Linked DNA regions of Mus musculus: region 2 is linked to region 1. A link is a contact called in public promoter capture Hi-C data. All regions are on one chromosome and are shown on one strand. Each heading gives the region's core, a stretch centred on a gene start, on an enhancer-like site or on the middle of the called end of the contact. The rest is flanking DNA. Distances are from core to core; before and after follow the strand shown. Region 1 overlaps Myo1g (myosin IG). Region 2 overlaps Ccm2 (cerebral cavernous malformation 2).

Evidence for each region. Promoter capture Hi-C pulls out the DNA fragments that hold promoters and counts their contacts.
Region 2: a contact with region 1 is called in a promoter capture Hi-C map of hematopoietic stem and progenitor cells, with 2.1 times the contacts expected there. The contact joins two enhancer-like sites. A contact is called at or near these places in 7 of 39 promoter capture datasets (the C10 cell line, cranial neural crest, hematopoietic stem and progenitor cells and 3 more), 3 of 484 Hi-C or Micro-C datasets (ECoMG-derived neutrophils and embryonic stem cells), 1 of 115 datasets of contacts at active chromatin or transcription factors (embryonic stem cells) and 3 of 9 other capture datasets (adipose tissue, liver and pancreatic islet).

Annotation. Positions count from the first base shown.
Region 1 is chr11:6,505,329-6,510,594 of GRCm38.p6, forward strand. Myo1g (myosin IG) reads right to left here. Exons shown (of 22, transcript NM_178440.4): 17 at 4,820-5,043; 18 at 3,997-4,141; 19 at 2,862-2,966; 20 at 2,541-2,654; 21 at 1,579-1,733; 22 at 1,220-1,504. The coding sequence ends at 1,348. Among named protein-coding and RNA genes, the nearest start is that of Myo1g, 13 kb to the right of the region's middle. Within about 2 kb of position 3,308, at least 23 of the 459 cell types and tissues checked have an H3K27ac peak or open chromatin away from gene starts, as enhancers often do. A contact at or near this core is called in adipose tissue and hematopoietic stem and progenitor cells, where this site is marked.
Region 2 is chr11:6,583,775-6,589,040 of GRCm38.p6, forward strand. Ccm2 (cerebral cavernous malformation 2) reads left to right here. Exons shown (of 10, transcript NM_146014.3): 3 at 746-829; 4 at 1,260-1,443. Among named protein-coding and RNA genes, the nearest start is that of Nacad, 20 kb to the right of the region's middle. Within about 2 kb of position 3,092, at least 103 of the 459 cell types and tissues checked have an H3K27ac peak or open chromatin away from gene starts, as enhancers often do. A contact at or near this core is called in adipose tissue and hematopoietic stem and progenitor cells, where this site is marked.

The sequences.
Region 1 (5,266 bases), core at 2,058-4,557:
GCAAGATGGAGCTCAATCCTGAGATGGCTGAACTCAGGAAACGACCTCCTAACAAGCTGTGTAGTGGAAGAAGGGAACAGACTTCCAAAAGTCCACTCCCCTTCCTGCACACGTTGTGGCGTGCGTGGATATGGGCCCTGACCCTACACACACACACAACAATAAAGAAAATATAAGTGTTTGTGAGTCCCAGGAAAGTCAGGACTACATTGTGAGACAAGGAAAAAACAAACAAACTAACCATAATATATATATTATATTTGTTAATTGATAATATAATATAATAATATATTATGTTTGTTAATAATATAATATATATATATATATTATGTTTGTTAATTATATATTATGTTTGGTTTTTTTTGAGGCAGGGTTTCTCTGTGTAGCCCTGGCTGTCCTGGAACTCACTTTGTAGACCAGGCTGGCCTCAAACTCAGAAATCTGCCTGCCTCTGCCTCCCAAGTGCTGGGATTAAAGGTAGTGTGCACCACAATAAATAAATTTTTAAAGGAAAAAAGTCAATATAAACTGTTATGTCTAAAATATCTTGAGTCAGAGCTGACCACTGGGCAGCACTTCCTGTACCTGTGTATGAACTCATTGTGGTCTTTTTTCCGTTATAAGTTGACAGAAAAAGATATTTATTATCATAGTTCAGATAATTCTGAGCTATGTCCCTGGTCTGACCAATGCTAGGACGTGCATTCAATAGACTATTCTTGCTTAACTGAGATCAGTGTACATATGGTTTGTGTGGAAATTCTGGAACCCCAACACTACCATTTTGCTGAGACATAGACAACCTTGCCTCCCAGACTCGTGCTGTCTGGAATTATCATGAAGCCATTAACCTTGGCAGAGCAGACATCCCTCCAATAAGGAACATGCACACTATTTTACAAACAAGTCTTACCCCACAGCAACCATCAACACTCACAGAGGCCTCTGTTTCAGGGTCAGGAGACCATGTCATACTGTCCCTTACATGGCCAAGCTGGACTTGGCAGCCTTGGGTGTCCAGGGAAGCATGGAGAATGAATGCCTCACTCAGACCATGGACTCTACATCTAGCCTATCTCTGGGTTGGGGTCCTGAGATCGGAGGTCCTGTCACTCACTTCAGGACTGGGTCCTCAGGCCTCTTTCTTTAGTTTATGTGGTCGCACAGTGCATTATCAGGGAATGCTGGGTAACACTGGCCAAAGCAGTGGCAGCCACACTGAAAACAAATATAACATCTTTATTTTGCAATGTTCCATGTAAGGGTAGACAAGTCCTGGCCTTTAGTGCAGTCAAGACCAGGTATTTAGAACAGCGTGGAAACCAGGTTAAACTGGTTTGGCCTTGCTCAGTGGCTTGGCCAGAGGAGGGTAAAGGTGCTACGGCTGCTTTGGAAATCTGGCTCAGGCTGCTCTGGCCTGGGCTCCACAGAAATGAGGCGCCGGGCACCACGCTGGCTCAGTGGGATGCAGTCAGAGACACGGACCTCCAGAGTTCGTCCCTCTCTGCAACAGGAAGGGCAGCGGGTCAGAGTGGTAGAGCTCTGTTTGCTTACATCCCCGAATGACCCCAGACTCACCCCTGGCAGTGTGCAGCCAGCATGCCCACCAGCTCCCCAATTCGATTGTCCAGTGGTGGTTGGGAACGGTGTAGACACACTACAAGATCATCATAGCCTTGGGCATGTAACACCACCAGCTGATCTCTTCCACTGGTCACACTCAGCCCTGTCACCTGAGAAGACAGCTTGGAGTCAGGGTCACATCAAGCCAACCACTTCCTTCCAGGAGGACTTTCCTGAGCACCACCTGGGGAGCATTGCCCTTGGCGGAGTGTCCGCTCCAGTGTCCAGCCACCCACCTGCCGTCCTTGGCTTTCCTCTCTGAGCCCCACTGACGGAGGGGAAGATTGACATGACATCATGCAGTGGAAGTGTGTGCCATAATAGAAAAGTTTACATTCTTGTTGTGTGCTGCTATGACTGTGGAGATGACGTTTGGCTTAGTTTACTTTGGAAACATTTTTATTGCCACACTAGAATGAAGCCACTCTATCACAAGAGGGTGACACCACTGGTCCTTTGACTCTCACAGCAATGAAGTCACCAGAGGTAGGAGACTCAGGCATGACACAGCCTGATCCCTGTCTAGTAGGGCTTCTCCTTGCCCTTCTAGGAAAAAAAAATATTGGGAGCAAAGGACCAAGTAGCTATAGAGCCAGGCAAAGGAAGGGACAGGGTCCCACAGAAGGTGGCTGAAAACTATGGTGAGGGCTCAGATCTACGCAGGCAAGGGACCCCCTAAAAAAAAGCAAAGGCAGAGAGAGGGACCATTTGGCTTGGCTGGAACATGAAGGTATGAGTGGGGGGGTTGTCAAGGTACTTGAGAGAGAAAGCCACTATAGGTTTTTCAGAGGAGTGCTGCCATCAGCTAAGGATGATCTGGGTTATTAATCACTAGCAAACCATGGAGAGGAGAGGTATAGGCTCCCAGGGTCCTCACAGACACGCTACAGTTGCTATAGTATATCTACAGTGCTCACCGCCTCCAGAGGCACAGCCCGCATCACCCGGTACTGTCGTCCAGGCTCCAGCTTGTACAGATACCGATCTGTGAGCAGAAGGGCCCGGTCCCGGCTCTTGCGGAAGCGATTCACCTGCAGAAGAGATGCCTGAGTCCAGGCTGGTACCGCCCATCCTTTCCCTGGCCCAGCAGTTCCTCCCTTTGTTCTTTCCTCACTGGCTGACCAAGGATGCTGGTTTCGGGAGTATCAGAAGTAACCAAACCTGGGCTGAGGCTGTCTCAGGTCTCTCCTGAGTCCCTCCAGTCTTTGTTCCCCATGACCTCCAGGCCAAGTACCAACCTTGCGCACATGGCTGGAGAAAAGCACAGAGCCAAAGCCATCTTTCTCCCGAAGTGCCTTTAGTTGCTCAGCAAACAGATGGGAAGCTGTGGGGTTGTCAGTGTCCTGAGGGCAGATGATGGAAAAAGGGGGCTTGGGATAGGGTCTGGGATCATGCTTGACTGACAGAAACTCTCACCAAAGCACCACAACTGTCCTTCACCTTGGGAAACCTCAGTCAAGGCCCTGTGCATAGATAAGCAGCTGAGCACATGGTTTCTATGAAACAAAGGGCACAGAACTTCACTCTTTTGACAGTCTAGCCATCTCCTTATCCTGTATATTAGCCTGGCTGGCCTGGCCTATATGTGTAGTTCTAGAGAAAGCTTTAGGAAGGCAAAAACGGGTTACATGTCTCACTCAACCACACAGAGATCCAGGATGGTGTCATAGTTAGCACCAGTTGTCAACTTGACACACCCAGGGAAGAGAGAACTTCATTTAAGGAACTGCCTCCACCAGATTGGCCTGTGGCCAGGTCTATGTAGCATTTTTTTGGTTTTTAACTGATATAGGAGGACTCTGTCCACTGTGGGTGGTGTTATCCCTAGGCAGGAGGGCCTGGGGTGCTTAAAATGATAGCTGAGTAGGCCAGGGAGAGAGAGCCACTAAGCAGCATTCCTCCATGATTTCTGCTTCAGACCCTGCCCCGGGTTCCTATTTTTGCTTTGCTGTATGATGCTCTGTAATCTGTAAACTGAAATGAAACTTTTTCTCTCTGAGATGTGTTTGGTTACAGTATTTATCACAGCAACCGAAGGCAAGCTACGAGAGATGGTAAACTTACAGCAGCCAGGTGAAGTGAAGGGAGCCGGGGCAGCATAAGTATTGGTGTGTTTGTCTGTCTGTCTGTGTGTATGCATACATATGTGTGTGCTTGTGCCTGATGGGGCACTGTAATTGAGAACATGAGGGGCAGCTATACCTGTGAACACAAGACTCTCAGGGATCAAACCTGAAGCATGAACCCTTAGGACAGGACCAAGAAGAGGGTTCAGCAGGTCAGGCAACCCCAGGATGGACAGAATGGCTGGTAAAACCCATGGCAGTGCCAGTTCTCAGCCCCTCCATTCCCCTGGATCTGAGCACTACTCACAGAGGACAGGTAGTCTCGGGCCCAGGCCCGCTGGCAACCCCAGTCCTGCCGCAATCCTTGCAAGGCCCCCATAGCAGCCACCTTGGCCTTGATCTGGATCATGTCTGAAGGAGGGATGTTCTTCACTAACTGCCGTGCCCGCCACCTTGAAGAGGACAGGGATCAGAAGATGCCTGTCTCGTTCATCCCTCCTCCAGTCCTTTCCCCCAAAGAGCCATTTCTTTTTTTGTTGTTGTTTTGTTTTGTTTCTGTTTTTGTTTTTGTTTTTTCAAGACAGGGTTTCTCTGTGTAGCCTTGGCTATCCTGGAACTCACTCTGTAGACCAGACTGGCCTTGAACTCAGAGATCTGCCTGCCTCTGCCTCCCAAGTGCTGGGATTAAAGGTGTGCACCACCACTGCCCGGTCAAAGAGCCATTTCTTAATCTGATGTTGACTGTCCTTTGGGTCCCAATCCCTGCCTACCTCTCTGGCCTTGGTCCTTTGTACTCAGTGTCCGTAGCTAGGAGACAGCCTCCAAACCCAGAGGCATCATGCACCTGTCTGACACTTGCTTTGTCTACTTCTACTGAGAAGTCAAGGTCCATACCAACACAGAGTCCTCATTTCCCAGTCTTGACTAGCTAGTTCCCTTGTGAAGACCAGGACACTGGCCCAGCACAGTGCCAGGACAGTCACGGCACACGGGTGGCCACTGAATGTCACTCAGCTCTATCTTCCTGCTTCTTGAGGGTGAAGAGTTCAGTGATGTGTCTCCCAGTCAGGCTCAAGTATGCAAAGGACACTGCCTGACTGGGAAGTCGAGTGGTGGGCTGAGGATGGTACCTGCTGAAGAGAACACGGCAAGTGTCCTGGAAGGGCTGCAGCACAGCAGGAGGTGTGGGCCACACAAGGTCACGGCCATAGAGTGGGGGCTGCCGTGCAGCCTGGAACCGGCGCTGTAGTTCAATCAGGTGAGCACGCACCTTGTGCCTCCGGAACCAGCGCATGATGGTGTAGATGGCCCTTAGTCGCCGGCAGTGCCACCTAGCCAGGGTGCCCCGCCAAGCCTGGATGGAACACATGGAATGGGCATGGGCTCATTACCAGCAAGACACTAGCCTCCTGAGTCTAGGTATGGCCCTTAGTCTTTCCTGAGTCTTGTCTCAGAGAAGGCTGGCTGCCATGTCTTCTGCTCTTTAGAGCCAAGTCTGTCTGGAGGCTTGCTCTTAGGTAGGCATGCAGCACTCGAGGACCCCAAACTCTGCTCAATACTCAGAAAAGAGGAGCTCA
Region 2 (5,266 bases), core at 1,842-4,341, 78 kb after region 1:
ATTAATTCATTTCTAAGGGCAGAGCCTTTGTGGCCTAATCCCCCAGCCCACCGTTCAGCACTTGTACTTAAGGGTTAAGTGTCAAACACGGATTTGGGGGTGCATTCAGGCCATGGCACTTTGCTTTTCCACTTGTGTACATTTGTTGACTGAACAACAAAAATTTTTTTAAAAAATTTTTAGTGGGGCTATACACAGCGCCCCAACAGGAAACATCTGCCATCTCGGCCCCTATTCTACCAAAACTAGTCTTGAGATATCATTGAAAGATTCTCGATGCCAGTTGTGAACACAGAGCAGTAGGAAATGTGGGAAGATTATCACAGCTGCTGAGACTTCAGTAAGCGCGCAGGGCTCGGGGCTGGAGAGATGGCTCAGTGCTTAAGAGTAGTGGTCCTCTTCCAGAGGTCCCTGGCAAACATGCAAGTTAAAATGCATGCCGTGCGCGCGAGGCGCACACACACACACACACACACAGAGCACATGATAGGTTAGTAGGTGGGTTGGTAGGTAGGTAAATAGACAGTTAATCAATGAATCAATCTGGCTACAGAGTGAGTTCCAAGACAGTCAGAGCTACAGAGGGAAACCCCATCTTGAAATTAAAAAAATAAAAACAACAACAACAAAAACCGGGGCTGTGCTGACAGTGCAGAAGACGGTGGTCCTGATGGCTGGGGGCACTCTGCAGCGACAGTAGTCCTGGCTGTTCTCACAGTAGTACTCTTTCCTCCCTCTCTTGCAGTATTTAGGTCAGTTAACATCCATTCCCGGCTACCTGAACCCTTCCAGTAGGACGGAAATCCTGCATTTCATAGACAAGGCAAAGGTAAAAGCCTGTCCCATCCCCCGCTCCCCCAATATGCTTTTCTACTTAGCCTGCATCAGCCCCTGGTCCCCTCACCTGTGACCTCAGCCTGAGAGGGACGGCTCAGCTCTGTCACTTTGTGGGTGTTCTTGGCTATACAAAGTCTTCAGACAAAGATGGTTTCTTAGTTGGGACCTTTAATCTCTAGACTTGGTTTTGGGCTCCTCCCCAAACTCAGTTTTAAGATATTCTAAATTTCCAGATACTGATCAAAAAAAGGTAGTTCCAGAAGAATCCCTCACATGATTCAAACATGTTGACATTCTCGGGGCGAGTGCTACTTTTTTCGCCTCTCCTTGGCTTTTAACCGAGGACTGTAGCCAGCACAGTGCTCCCAGAGGAGAGCTGGACACAGTGGTCCAGCGTTTCTGATGCTTGTGATTCTTTGCAGCGGTCCCACCAGCTTCCTGGGCACCTGACTCAGGAGCACGATGCTGTGCTCAGTCTGTCTGCCTACAATGTCAAGTTGGCCTGGAGGGACGGGGAGGACATTATCCTCAGGGTGCCCATCCATGATATCGCTGCTGTCTCCTATGTCCGAGATGATGCTGCACACCTGGTGGTCCTGAAGACAGGTATGGATTGGCTGGCTGGTCTGGAGGTCCACGTCCAAAGGAGAATCCCTGGTTTCCTGCCATTGTGATGGTTTCTGCAGCTCCAGGCTACGCACTGCCACCTGCTACGGCTATAAATTAGATTTCCTGCCATGAGCTCTGTCCCAGGGTCCCTGTCACACTCAGGGCCTTTGGAGACTTGAGGAATACAGTATTCAGGGTCAGTGTTTAAATAAGGTTTTTCTTGGGCCAGGTGTGCTCAGAGGCAGGTGGATCTCTGTGAGTTTGAGGCCTGGTCTCTAAAGTGAGTTCCAGGACAGCCAGAGCTACATAGTGAGACCCTGTCTCAAAAACCACCTTCCTCCTGGTGACTTCTCAGTCCCTGCTCCCCATAATTGATGTTGCCTCCACTGCTTAGATATAGGTGATCCCCAGAAAGAAGGGTGGTGACCGAAAGCTGTAACAGGGACTTCCTCTGAGCCCAACCAACATTTGTTTTGTTGTTTTGTTGTTGTTTTGTTTGTTTGTTTTTAATGAGACAGGGTCTCTACATAGCCCTGGCTGTCTTAGAACTCGCAGAGGTCTCCCTGCCTCTGCCTCCTGGATACTAGCGTTAAGGTTGCCCAGCCACATCTAGTCTCCAGTCTACATTTGAGCCCCAGTGTTCCCAAAGCTGGGACAGCAAAGCCAGTTCCCCCGGCCCCGTGCTGCCTCCTTGTTCAGACAGCAGGGTGCTCCTTCCACTTGCTGTGCTCCTCCCCCGGGTGCTCCTCCCCCAGTGCTCACAGGGCCCGCCTTCCTTCATGTTAGTGTCCACCCTAACATCTACGGCAATGAGAAATGAGGGGAGAACCTGCCCTACCTGTGTCAGCACAGGCACACTGGCCTAGGCTTGCTGGGTCACTCCGAGTGAGGATGATCCCAAAGCCAGCTCCAGAGGGCTGGTGACAAGGCACAAGGGTCAGATGGTCTAGGCTTTTTCACGGTATGGGAAGAGTGTCTTATGATGCTAGTTCAAGTGCTATGGTCAGCTCCAGGCAGCTGGGGTTGTGAAGTGATTTTAGCTGCTCTGCCTTGTCTATGTAGAATGGCTCATTCCCTGCCCAGCATACTTACATACCATATTTTCTCTTATACAACTCACACGTCCCATATCACACATACTATATACACACAGTTGCATATATCACACTCCCATAGACTGGAACACACTTGCCTGCCCAGCCCAGTCACATCTACACACATATGTAGATGCATGTGGTAGATACTTGCCCTCACACAGAAGATAGTTTGATTACCAAGTTCATCTGAACAAGCTCCTCTTGAATTATTTAACTTACAAAGGCTTATTTTTAGTTAAGATCTCACTCTAATCTTATCTGACCTGGAATTCACTCTGAGGTCCAGGGTAGCCTTGAACTTACAACAGTTCTGCCTCAGCTTTCTGAGTAATGGAATTACACAAGTGAGCTTTTTAAAAGTGGAAAAGGCTTGTTTGGCTCTTGGCTAATGAGGTTCCAGACCAAGAGACCGTTGCTTCTAGGCTCGGTGCAGGTAGGAATTGTATGGCAGAGCATAGCTGCTTGCTTCACAGCCAGAAAGCCCAAAAATAGGAACAGGGTTGGGCCCCATGGTTTCTTTTGATAGCATGCCCCTGTGACCAAAGCACTTCCTAATTTTTTTCTCACTTCCTGGTAGCACCACCTGGAGGCCAAGTCTTTGTCACTTACTTAGCATCCAAGTCAGAGTGTTTTGTTTTTTTTCTCAGGGTTGAGTGAGTCTGTCTGTTTGATGCTAGGCATTGAATTAGGTTAAGCAGTACGAAATTGTCACTATTTTAATCTGTAAAAATGTCAGTTTAACATGACTCAAACTAGTACAAAGTATCTGACATGAACTACCTCAGTTAGCAACTATAATATACCTAAGAGGCGTCCATGAGTCTCCGCTCACAAGTGGGTGAAGGTAGGTGGTCTTGAACTGGTTCCTTCCTGCTTCAGACCCCTGTCCAGCATCACCAAGGTGAGCCTCTGGCTCTTGACTCTCAGAGAAGAGAGGGAGGAGCCTGGCTCCTGATCAGGTTCCTGTGGGTATTTTAAGCTGATATGGAGAAGCGTTCCCTATAGTTCTCATGCTGCAGGGATGTTTCTCTGCTTGAATCAGTACAATAAATTGTTAAGGAAGAGAAAATAGAAATTTCCCTCCATATAAGGAACATTCCAAAACCATGAGACACAGTGCAGAGAGTCTGCTCCTCTCAGCAGCAGAGAATGCATCTCTGTCCCAGGGCGGCCTCGCTGTGGCAGGAGTGTGTGTGTATCCACCCTGATCCGGGCTTCTGGGCACAAGGGCTGGTTTGGGTTTTGGCTTGTAGTTTCCTCACCCAGAGCCAGGCAGATGCATTGGTAACGCTCGCTGGGCACCTCCTTGCATGAGGCAGGCACCTGTGTATCTCTTCTGTCCAGAGGGTTCTAGTGTTTGAGGCAGTCAAGTGTGGACAGCTCAGGTCCATTCACCTGGAGAGAGGCTGAAGCAGGGAACCTGCTTATCTGCCAGAGATGGAGGAGAGGCAGGTGGCAGGCAGGTCTGAGCCTGTGTGGCTGTCTCGGCCTGCTGCCCAGAGGGTAGAAGTGACATCCTCTCACAGATGGTACCTGGCTGGTACCCACACTTCACAGCTGCCCACTGAGGGCCAAGAAGCTAATTTAAAATGTTAACAAAAATAAAAACAAGTGAAATGACTTATAATAATACATTCATAGTCTCTCTCTGTATGTGGGGGTGGGGGGTATACATATACCAGCTGAACTACATCCCTAGCCTTCTATTTTTTGTTTGTTTGTTTGTTTTGTTTGTTTTGGTTTTTGTTTTTCGAGACAGGGTTTCTCTGGCTGTCCTGGAATTCACTTTGTAGACCAGGCTGGCCTCGAACTCAGAAATCCACCTGCCTCTGCCTCCCAAGTGCTGGGATTAAAGGTGTGTACCACCACTGCCCATTTTGGCTTTTTTTTTTTTTTTTTTTTTTTTTTTTTGAGATAGTGTTTGCTGAAGGCTGGTCTTAAGCTCACTGGCAGGCCCAGGCAGGCCTTGAACTCACTCTGACTCTTCTGCTTCTGGCATTGCAGGCATGCTCCGCCATGCTGGCTTTAACAGTGTCTCTGCTTTGCCTCCTGTGTCTAATAGTTGCTATGAGAGCACGTGACTGCTATGAAGCTGACTGAGCTCGTTGTTGGCTGGAAAGCAGTGAAGCACGGGTGTGATTTGCCTGTGCTACATGGTGCTTACACTCAGAAGCTCTGCGGTCAGTGGCTGTCGTCAGGACACGGCTGTCCCAGGATCTCACTAGTAGCTCACAGCCATAGTCTGTACTCCCACCTCCATCTGGCCTAAGCCTGTCTCTGCTTGTGTTCCCAGGGCTGTGGCTAAAGCCTTATGTTTCTCCAGTTTTGCCTTCTGCACACTCCTGAGGAGGGTGACAACAGGGCCACCTCTAAGCTTAGCATATAGTCCCAGCACCCTTCCCAAGCTGGTTTCAGAGTGCCGCTCCCTGGACAACTCCTTGCGTTTCCAGTGTATACGTTTTTGTGTACAATGTGAGGATGTGGCCTTGGGCCTTGTCCTTATCTACAGCTAGGCCAGTCACAGGCTTTCAGGTCCCTCACTTTAGTTTATTCTTCTGCAGGAAGAGAATGCCTTAGGCCCCAACTCCCTTGAGGCGTGGACCCCTGCTGGAATTATTTGTAGTCTGTTAACTTGAGTAGTGTACGCTCCTGCCTTAGCTCTAAGCAGTTGAAGGCCAGCTGGCATGGTTTGGCACAGTGGGATATGAAGATGGGTGCTTAGG